Regions from separate parts of the Zea mays genome. Here region 1 is linked to region 2. The links are chromatin contacts, called in public Hi-C maps. All regions are on one chromosome and are shown on one strand. The core of a region is the stretch at or near the end of the contact, and the rest is flanking DNA. Distances in the headings are between cores, read along the strand shown. Region 1 holds the start of LOC100284736 (xyloglucan endotransglucosylase/hydrolase protein 23). Region 2 has its middle 120 kb from the start of LOC100284736.

Region 1 (4,497 bases), core at 1,923-4,422, 110 kb after region 2:
CGCGAGCGCGCTGGCGTCGTCCACTTGCTCGGGATTGGCGTGTCGCGGGGGGACGGCGCTCGCCTTCGTCTCAAACGTGAGGTCGACGCCCGACGCGCCCCCCGTTGGGACGCTGGGGACGTCGATTCGCTCGACAGCCGACGGAGCGCGGCCTCCCGCTCGGCCTTGGTTGCCCCGCCTCCTCCTCCGATGGCGGGGGAGAGGACAGGGCGAGCTCGAATGTTGTTCTTCCACCATGCGGGGAAGATGTCGTCGATTCCGCCACCGGCGGGCGGGTTGTCGGCCGCCATTGTCGTCGTCGCACGGCGGTGGAAGGAGTATCATGTCGTAGCTGCCGTCGAGGGACATGAACTCAAGACTCCTGAAACGGAGCACCGTCCCGGGTTGGAGAGGTTGTTGGAGACTGCCCATCTGGAGCTTGACGGGAAACTGCTCGTCAACACGCAGCGTGCCCCTACCTGGCGCGCCAACTGTCGGCGTTTCGAGACCGGGGGTCCCTCAGGCCGACGAGTGAGTGCCGCGTGCCCCAGCCCAGATGGGTCGAGCGTGTGGGCGAGCACGAAGGGGGGAGAGGAGCGAGGCGGCCGGAGTCCGGCGTGAGAGTGGTGGGAATCCCGCGGCCTTCGTGTTCGTCCCGCGCCCAGGTCGGGTGCGCTTGCAGTAGGGGGTTACAAGCGTCCACGCGGGTGAGGGAAGCGAGCGGCCCCAAGGGAGCGCCTGTCTCGTCCTCGTCCTCGCGCGGCCAACCCTCTCTAAGAGGGCCCTGGTCCTTCCTTTTATAGGCGTAAGGAGAGGATCCAGGTGTACAATGGGGGTGTAGCGTGGTGCTACGTGTCTAGCGGGGGAGAGCTGACGCCCTAAGTACATGCCAATGTGGCAGCCAGAGAGATCTTGGCACCCTGCTGGTGTGATGTCGTGGCGGTCGGAGGAGCGACGGTGCTTGGCGGAGGGACAGCTGTTGGAGCGGTCGAGTCCTTGCTGACGTCTACCTGCTTCCGTAAGAGAGCTGGGAGCCGCCATCGTCACAGAGCGTGCGGGGGCGCCATTATTGCCTATCTGGCGGAGCTAGCCAGATGGGACACCGGTCTTGTTCCCTACGGCCCGAGGCGGCTCGGGGTAGGATGATGATGGTGCTTCCTGTTGACGTGGCTGGCCTGCGCCCTAGGTTGGGCGACGTGGAGGCTCCTCCGAAGCCGAGGTCGAGTCTGTCTTCCGTGGCCGAGGCCGAGCCTCTAGGTCGGGCGAGGCGGAGGTCGTTCGGCGGAGGCCAGGGCGGAGTCTGAGCCCTGGGGTCGGGCGAAGCGGAGTTCGTCGTCTTCCGGGGCCGAGCCCTGGGTCGGGCGGAGCGGAGTTCGCCGTCTTCCGGGACTTAGCCCGAGTCCGAGCCCTGGGTCGGGCGGAGCGGAGTTCGCCGTCTTCCGGGACTTAGCCCGAGTCCGAGCCCTGGGTCGGGCGGAGCGGAGTTCGCCGTCTTCCGGGACTTAGCCCGAGTCCGAGCCCTGGGTCGGGCGGAGCTTCCTATGGCGCCTTTGGCAGGACCTGACTGCCTGTCAGTCTCACTCTGTCAAGTGGCGCTGTAGTCGGAGTGGCGCGGGCGGCGCTGTCCTTCTGTTAGACCGGTCAGTGGAGCGGAGAAGTGACGGCGGTCACTTCGGCTCTGCCGGAGGGCGCGCGTCAGGATAAGGTGTCAGGTCACCTTTGCATTAAATGCTCCTGCGATTTGGTCGGTTGGTGCGGCGATTTAGTCAGGGTTGCTTCTTAGCGAAGGCAGGGCCTCGGGCGAGCCGGAGATGTGTCTGCCGTTGGAGGGGGGCCTCGGGCGAGACGGAAACCATCCGGGGTCGGCTGCCCTTGTCCGAGGCTAGGCTCGGGCGAGGCGTGATCGAGTCGCTCGAATGGACCGATCCCTGACTTAATCGCACCCATCAGGCCTTAGCAGCTTAATGCTGATGGGGGTTACCAGCTGAGAATTAGGAGTCTTGAGGGTACCCCTAATTATGGTCCCCGACACGATTTTTTCACAAAAGGTCCAAAAACTGTTAAACGAAGCCTCAACAATCAGGGAGTGTTCGAAAGCAAAATATTTCAAAACCATGGTTTTAAAATATTACGGGTTTTAAGATGTCATGTCATAGTCGTAGTATTTTTTACGTCACTTTTAGCAATACGTGTTTGGAGAGAAAGTATCTCAAACTATGTTATTTAGTATACATGTGCAAGGCTAGTCATCGACCAAAAACTCTGGGTTGGAGTGGAGTTTAAAATACTCCAAAAAGTCCATGCTATCTACAAAACTTTGGAATTCAAAACACAAATTTTTACAATATAGTCAAACACACCAAACAACTCTAGCGTGGAGCTGTAGTTTATAATATCAATTTAAATAGTTTTAAAAAATATTTTTAGTCTAAATAATAAACGTTTCTTATAAAGACTTACAATTCTAGCTTCATAATTTTCTGGAGCATCTAATGACTTGCTTTACCAATTCCATTAAATTTTTTAGAGCCGGAGGTATGACAACAAGACCTTAATACCGTGATTTTACCTTAAAACTCTAAAAGTATTTTGCTTCTAAACAACTCCTCACCCTTTTGCAGTTCTAGTTCCGCCGCATTGCATCCACGCGTGCAGGACGAAGCAGGCATGTGTGCGGAAGGGCAACGGCGCAATGCGGCACAGCCGCACAGGCGGCACGAGCGGGGCAAGCAAGCCGCCTGCCCACTGGCCAGTGCAACCACCAGCCGTGGCCTCGCTGTAAAGTGACCCACACGGCGACCGGACGCGGCAAGACCAAAGGAGCCGCGCAAAAGGCTGCACGCCACGCACTTTCCGCACCCCTTTCGCGGATGATGCCGCCGGATCGCAGATGAATGGATGATGGACGGGCCCGGCCCCCACACGGCGTGTACCTACGCGGCGGACAGGTCCAGGGCCAGGCTCGCTCGACTGGATCCAGTGCGCGGCCAACCGTGCCATGCCATCTCCCAAATCTACCCGCTCCCACATTTACTCCTCCGCGCCGGGGACGCGCCAGCCCGGCCGGCACTCGCCCGTTGGTTCACCACCAGCTGTCCGTGCCCGGCCGCGGCTGCCTGCCACGGCTAAGCAACTGGCCCCGGGCGCTCCTGACCTCCAGTATAAATACCACCCCCACACCAATCTACTATCCAAGTTCCATATCCAACACACACAGCAACGCTCGCTCGACACTGTCACTAGCTAGTTGCTCTACTAGAGGGCGGGTATAGAGCTGCCTGCAATCCGCCGCTGAGAAGGGAGGATCGGAAGCGACGATGAGGTCGTTTGCTCCTGTCTTTCTGTCGGCGGTCGTGGCCTGGCTGGAGCTGGCGGGCACCGCGCAGGGCGGCAACTTCTACCAGGACACAGAGATGACCTGGGGCGATGGCCGCGGCAAGGTAGTGGACGGCGGGCGCGGGCTGGACCTGACGCTGGACCGCACGTCCGGCTCCGGGTTCCAGTCCAAGAGCGAGTACCTGTTCGGCAAGATCGACATGCAGATCAAGCTGGTGCCAGGCAACTCCGTGGCACGGTCACCACCTTCTACCTGTCGTCCCAGGGCGACGCGCACGACGAGATCGACTTCGAGTTCCTGGGCAACGTGAGCGGGGAGCCCTACACGCTGCACACCAACGTGTTCACGCGCGGACAGGGCCAGCGGGAGCAGCAGTTCCGCCTCTGGTTCGACCCTACCACTGCCTTCCACACCTACTCCATCCTGTGGAACCCGCAGCACGTGATCTTCGCGGTGGACGGCACCCCGGTGCGGGACTTCAAGAACCACGAGGCGCGCGGGGTGGCGTTCCCGAGGACGCAGCCCATGAGGCTGTACGCCAGCCTGTGGAACGCCGACGACTGGGCCACGCAGGGCGGGCGCGTCAAGGCGGACTGGTCCAAGGCCCCCTTCGTCGCCTCCTTCCGCGGTTTCAGCGCCGACGCCTGCGTCTGGGACGGCGGCAGGCAGCGCTGCCCTGAGGGCACCATGGAGGCCGCCGCCGTCGCGGGTGCCGGCTCCGGCCGCGGCTGGTGGAACCAGCAGCTCAGCGACATGAGCTACCGCCGCATGCGCTGGGTGCAGCGCAAGTTCATGATCTACAACTACTGCGCCGACGCCAAGCGCTTCCCGCAGGGCGTGCCCGCCGAGTGCAAGCTCCGGTGAGGGAGCGAGGTTTGTTGGGACGTCCGTGGGGCATCAAAACCAAGCACGATCCCTAGTCGTGGAAAGTAGAAACCAGGCATCGATTCGATCGTCGTCGACGGTCTTAGTAGTAGCTACTTATTTTGCAGTGGGCGATGAAAGAATGGTGTCATGTAAATGTAGCTCCAGTCGTGTCGCATTCTTTGATTTGTTGTTTCAGCAGCACCGGATGTACAAGTACTGAGTTTGGGCTAGCAAGAATAAGTAATCTTTTTCGGCCATGCATGCATCGCACATACGGGTTCTGTCATCACTCATCAGTGTGCGGGGGCATCCTA
Region 2 (4,289 bases), core at 1,499-3,998:
ATCAAGCTCGGTCACTGAAATCCAGAGTTTTCTAGGACTCGCGGGTTACTACCGTCATTTTATCGAAGGATTCTCCAAGATAGCAAAGCCTAGGACCTCCCTACTAGAAAAAGGAAAGGAGTTTAAGTGGACTCGTGAATTTCAAGAGAGTTTCAATCAACTAAAGTTTAGATTGATGTCACCCCTAGTGTTGGTTATGCCTGATCTGCAGAAGGGATTTGGTATATATTGTTATGTGTGCCACCAGGTCTTGGGATGTGTTCTTATGCAATAAGGACATGTCATTGCCTACGCGTCTCGCCAATTGCGGAAACATGAGTTGAACTACCCCACTTATGACTTAGAACTGGCCGCTGTAGTGTATGCCCTTAAGATTTGGAGGCATTATATAATGGGAACTAAGTGCCAAGTCTATACTAATCACAAGAGCTTAAAGTATATCTTCACTCAGAAAGATCTCAACCTTAGGCAACACCATTGGTTGGAGCTCATCAAAGATTATGACTTAGAAATTCACTATCATCTGGGCAAGGCGAATTTAGTTGTGGATGCCTTGAGTCAGAAGGAACATGTTCATGCAGCTATAGTAGCCCAGTTACCTGATGAGTTTGTAGAAGACTTTGAAAGACTCAACCTGGGAATAGTTGCACATACTAAAGGGATCACTATAGAAGTGGAACCTACCTTGGAGCAAGAGATATGCAAGGGTCAGATTGATGATGCTAAAATTCAAGAAATCAAAGATCTGGTGGCAGAAGATAGAGGTCAAGAATTCGCAGAGGATGAACAAGGCACAATATGGTTCAAGAATAGGATATGTGTTCCTGAGATTGACAGCCTCAGTGAGACCATACTGAAGGAAGCCCATGACTCAGACTATTCTATTCATCCTGGTAGTACCAAGATGTATCAAGATCTAAAGCAGAAGTACTGGCGGTATGGGCTGAAAAGAGATGTAGCTGCACAAGTGGCTGTATGTGATGTATGTTAGAGTCAAAGCTGAACATCAGAGGCCAGCTGGACTGCTACACCCGTTAAAGGTGCCCGAAAGGAAGTGGGAAGAAATTGGTATGGACTTCATTGTCAGGTTGCCTCGCACCCCGAAAGGTTATGATTCCATATGGGTGATCGTGGATAGATTAACCAAAGTGGCTCACATTATCCCGGTCAAGAGTACTTACAAGGGTTCCCAGTTGGCAGAGTTATATATGTCTTGAATTGTGTGCTTACATGGGGTACCTAAGAAGATTGTTTCTGATCGAGGATCTCAGTTTACCTCAAGGTTTTGGAAGAGTCTCCATGAGAACATGGATACAAAGTTGAATTTCATCTCGGCTTATCATCCCCAAACTGATGGCTAGACTGAGAGAACCAACCAAGTGCTTGAGGATATGTTAAGAGCTTGTGCCCTTAAGCGTGGAGGTAGTTAGGACAAGAGTCTGCCATATGCAGAGTTCTCTTACAATAATAGTTATCAGGCCAGTCTGTAGATGTCTCCATTGAAGCTTTATATGGCAAAAAGTGTAGAACCCCTCTGTATTGGGATCAGACTGGTGAGAGGCAGTTCTTCGGGCCAGAAATTATTCAAGACGTAGAGGAACAAGTTCGGATGATCAGGGAGAAATTGAGGATAGCACAAACCTGACAGAAGAGTTATGCTGATAATCGAAGAAGACCACTGGAATTCGAAGAGGGTGATCACGTATACCTAAAGGTGTCACCAATTTGTGGTATGAGGAGATTTAAAGTTAAAGGTAAGCTATCCCCTCGCTTTATTGGACCCTTCAAAATCCTTAAGCGAGTTGGAGAGATGGCCTACCAGCTTGAGCTACCAGACCATCTATCTGATGTCCATGATGTGTTTCACATATCTCAACTTAAGAAGTGTCTCCGGGTTCCAGAGGAACATTTGCCTATGGAAGAAATTAGTGTGCAGGGTGATCTAACCTACACTGAGCATCCTATGAAGATCATTGACACCTTGAATCGGGTTATGCGAAACAAAGTGATCAAAATGTGCAAAGTGCAATGGAGTCATCATGGGGTAGATGAAGCTACTTGGGAGAGGGAAGAAGAATTACAAGTAGAGTTTCCCCACCTCTTTCCTAGCATGTAGTAATCTCGAGGTCGAGATTATTTTTAAGGGGGATAGGATTTGTAATACCCAACTTGTAGATAGTAAAAGAGAAGACTTAATCTCCTTATATGTATTGCCCTCTATTCATTAGAACATATGCATAATCATATTTAAAGTGAATAAATTAACTAATGAAACATAAATAATCTGGAGGTTATTTGTTTGTGCACTTAATAATAAAAATAATAAAAATAAAAATATACTAATGTTGAAATTTGAGTTTAATCTAAATTGAAATCGAGAATTTGAGAATGAAATAGAAAAGAAGAGAAGAGAAAAAGGAAAAAAACAATAAACTATAAAGAAAAATGTGTGGTATAGGAAAAATGATTCCTCGTGCTAGTATTTCTATTTGTGCATTTAATCTAGGTATGAGACTTACAAACAAATTTGAAATTCAAAGACTAGAATTTGAAATGGAGAAAGACATTCATACTAAAATAAGAAAAACAAAAGAAAACCCCGGCTGGGCCAACATCCTGAATTTGGCCCACCATCGCTTTTCAGCAACTCGGCCCAACTGGGCTGTGTGTCGCGCCGACAGGCGGGCCATGCCTGTCCGCGGCTGTCGCGCGCACCACTGGGCAGATTCCCTCACCGGGGTGCCAGCACCACTTGCCAGTGACCATATCGCGTGCGCCTCATCGCCTCTGATTCCGACCGGTGGGCCCTACTGTAGCCACTCGCGTTCTCGCGCCAACGCTGATCTTCGGGCCCCTGCTGCCAGTCACTGCACGGTGTAATCCCGACGGAAACCTTGCGCGCGGCGAAGCTCAGCCTGATCCAATCCCAGGAATCTCGATGGCAGTTTCAACTAACCGCTCCACCAGCTGGTGGCTCGATGACCCGTCCTTTAAGACCGTGACCCAGGCACCTGCGTAGGATCGTTGTTCCCGGTTGTGCGCGCCAAAAAAAGAGGAAAGGAGAGCAGAGCGCCGCCGTGAGAGAAATTCCATCCGACCGCCGATTTGACCCTGCGAACCAGACCAAAGAGGGAGCGTAGGGAGCGGGGGAAGAAGCGCGTTGGAGCCCCTCACCGTGGGAGGGCCTAGATAAACAACAATTTCTCGCCGGAGTTGTTCATCGTCGTGGAGCCGCCTCGCGCCGTTGGGCAACTCGACTTCGCTTCAATCACGGGTGAGGACCTCCTTCTCGGATCCGATATTGTCTAGGCTTCAATTAGCGCTTAGAATAAATTAGAATCGTGCGCCGTGTGCCGGGCATGCCGTGCGCCAGTGGTAGCGCCGCCGCGGGGCCATGTTCTCATCGTCCGATCGGGTGGAGGTGAGGGGTGAGCCAGGTACCGTGGATCCTTTATTTACGGCTAAGATTAGCGTAGCCTTACCCTTTCTTTCGCCCGAGACATGGCCATTGATCTGGTGATCCTCGGCCAATAATGGGTCGCTAGTGTTTTAAATCGTTGCTGTCGATCTCCGATCGGTCGGTCCAGGAGCGGTTTCTGTTACTTAAAAGCCCCATCTTAGATCTCGGATCCGACGGTCAGTTTTGTGTATCGGTTCGTTTGGGATTCTATCTAATCTGAGTCATTGGTGGGTGATCGGATGGCTGTGATTAGGGGATGCCTTGGGCCGTGAGAGTTTTGCGTATGAGCCCTCGGGGAAGATACAAACTAACCCGCCATCCACGGTTGTCTTAGAATCATTACCAAGAAGTCTTAGTTCTTATAAACCAACACCTGGATTTTCTAGGAATAGTGCCCGCCACCCAATGCTTTGAGGAAGCAATAAATAAATTAAAGAAATTGATTTTTAGCATAAAATTTATTCACCAACTTTAGGAAATTCATAACTTCTTTAATTTAGCGCCAAATTGATCCATTCCAGTTGCATTAGACTCATATTAATATTGTCTATCAGTTAGTAACCTTATTTTACCATGTAACATAGAGATTAAATCAAGCACTCATTTTGTTTTATATTTAGCACCTAAATATTCAGAAAATCATAACTCTTAAACCGTAACTCCGAATTTAGTGGTTCTTGAACCTAGGATCTCATTATGATGCGTAGAATATTATCATGCATCATGTTCTGATGTTTGGTGTGATGTTAATTTCTCCTCGCCATGTCTGTTTGTATTGTTGCGAGTAGACGAGCAAGCAATTGAGGAGCCCGGTACTCAACAGGTGGAA

The links. Hi-C and Micro-C count contacts between places; a contact is called where the count stands out from the background.
Region 1: a contact with region 2 is called in a Hi-C map of bundle sheath, with 2.5 times the contacts expected there. The contact joins the promoter of LOC100284736 here to the enhancer-like site in region 2. A contact is called at or near these places in 2 of 25 Hi-C or Micro-C datasets (bundle sheath and endosperm).

What each region holds. Positions count from the first base shown.
Region 1 is chr8:54,293,141-54,297,637 of Zm-B73-REFERENCE-NAM-5.0, forward strand. LOC100284736 (xyloglucan endotransglucosylase/hydrolase protein 23) reads left to right here and starts at 3,173. Exons shown (of 2, transcript NM_001157631.2): 1 at 3,173-3,544; 2 at 3,547-4,413. The coding sequence starts at 3,297. The coding sequence ends at 4,180.
Region 2 is chr8:54,178,588-54,182,876 of Zm-B73-REFERENCE-NAM-5.0, forward strand. No RefSeq gene overlaps it. Among protein-coding and RNA genes, the nearest start is that of LOC100284736, 120 kb to the right of the region's middle. Within about 2 kb of position 2,749, at least 17 of the 20 cell types and tissues checked have an H3K27ac peak or open chromatin away from gene starts, as enhancers often do. A contact at or near this core is called in bundle sheath, where this site is marked.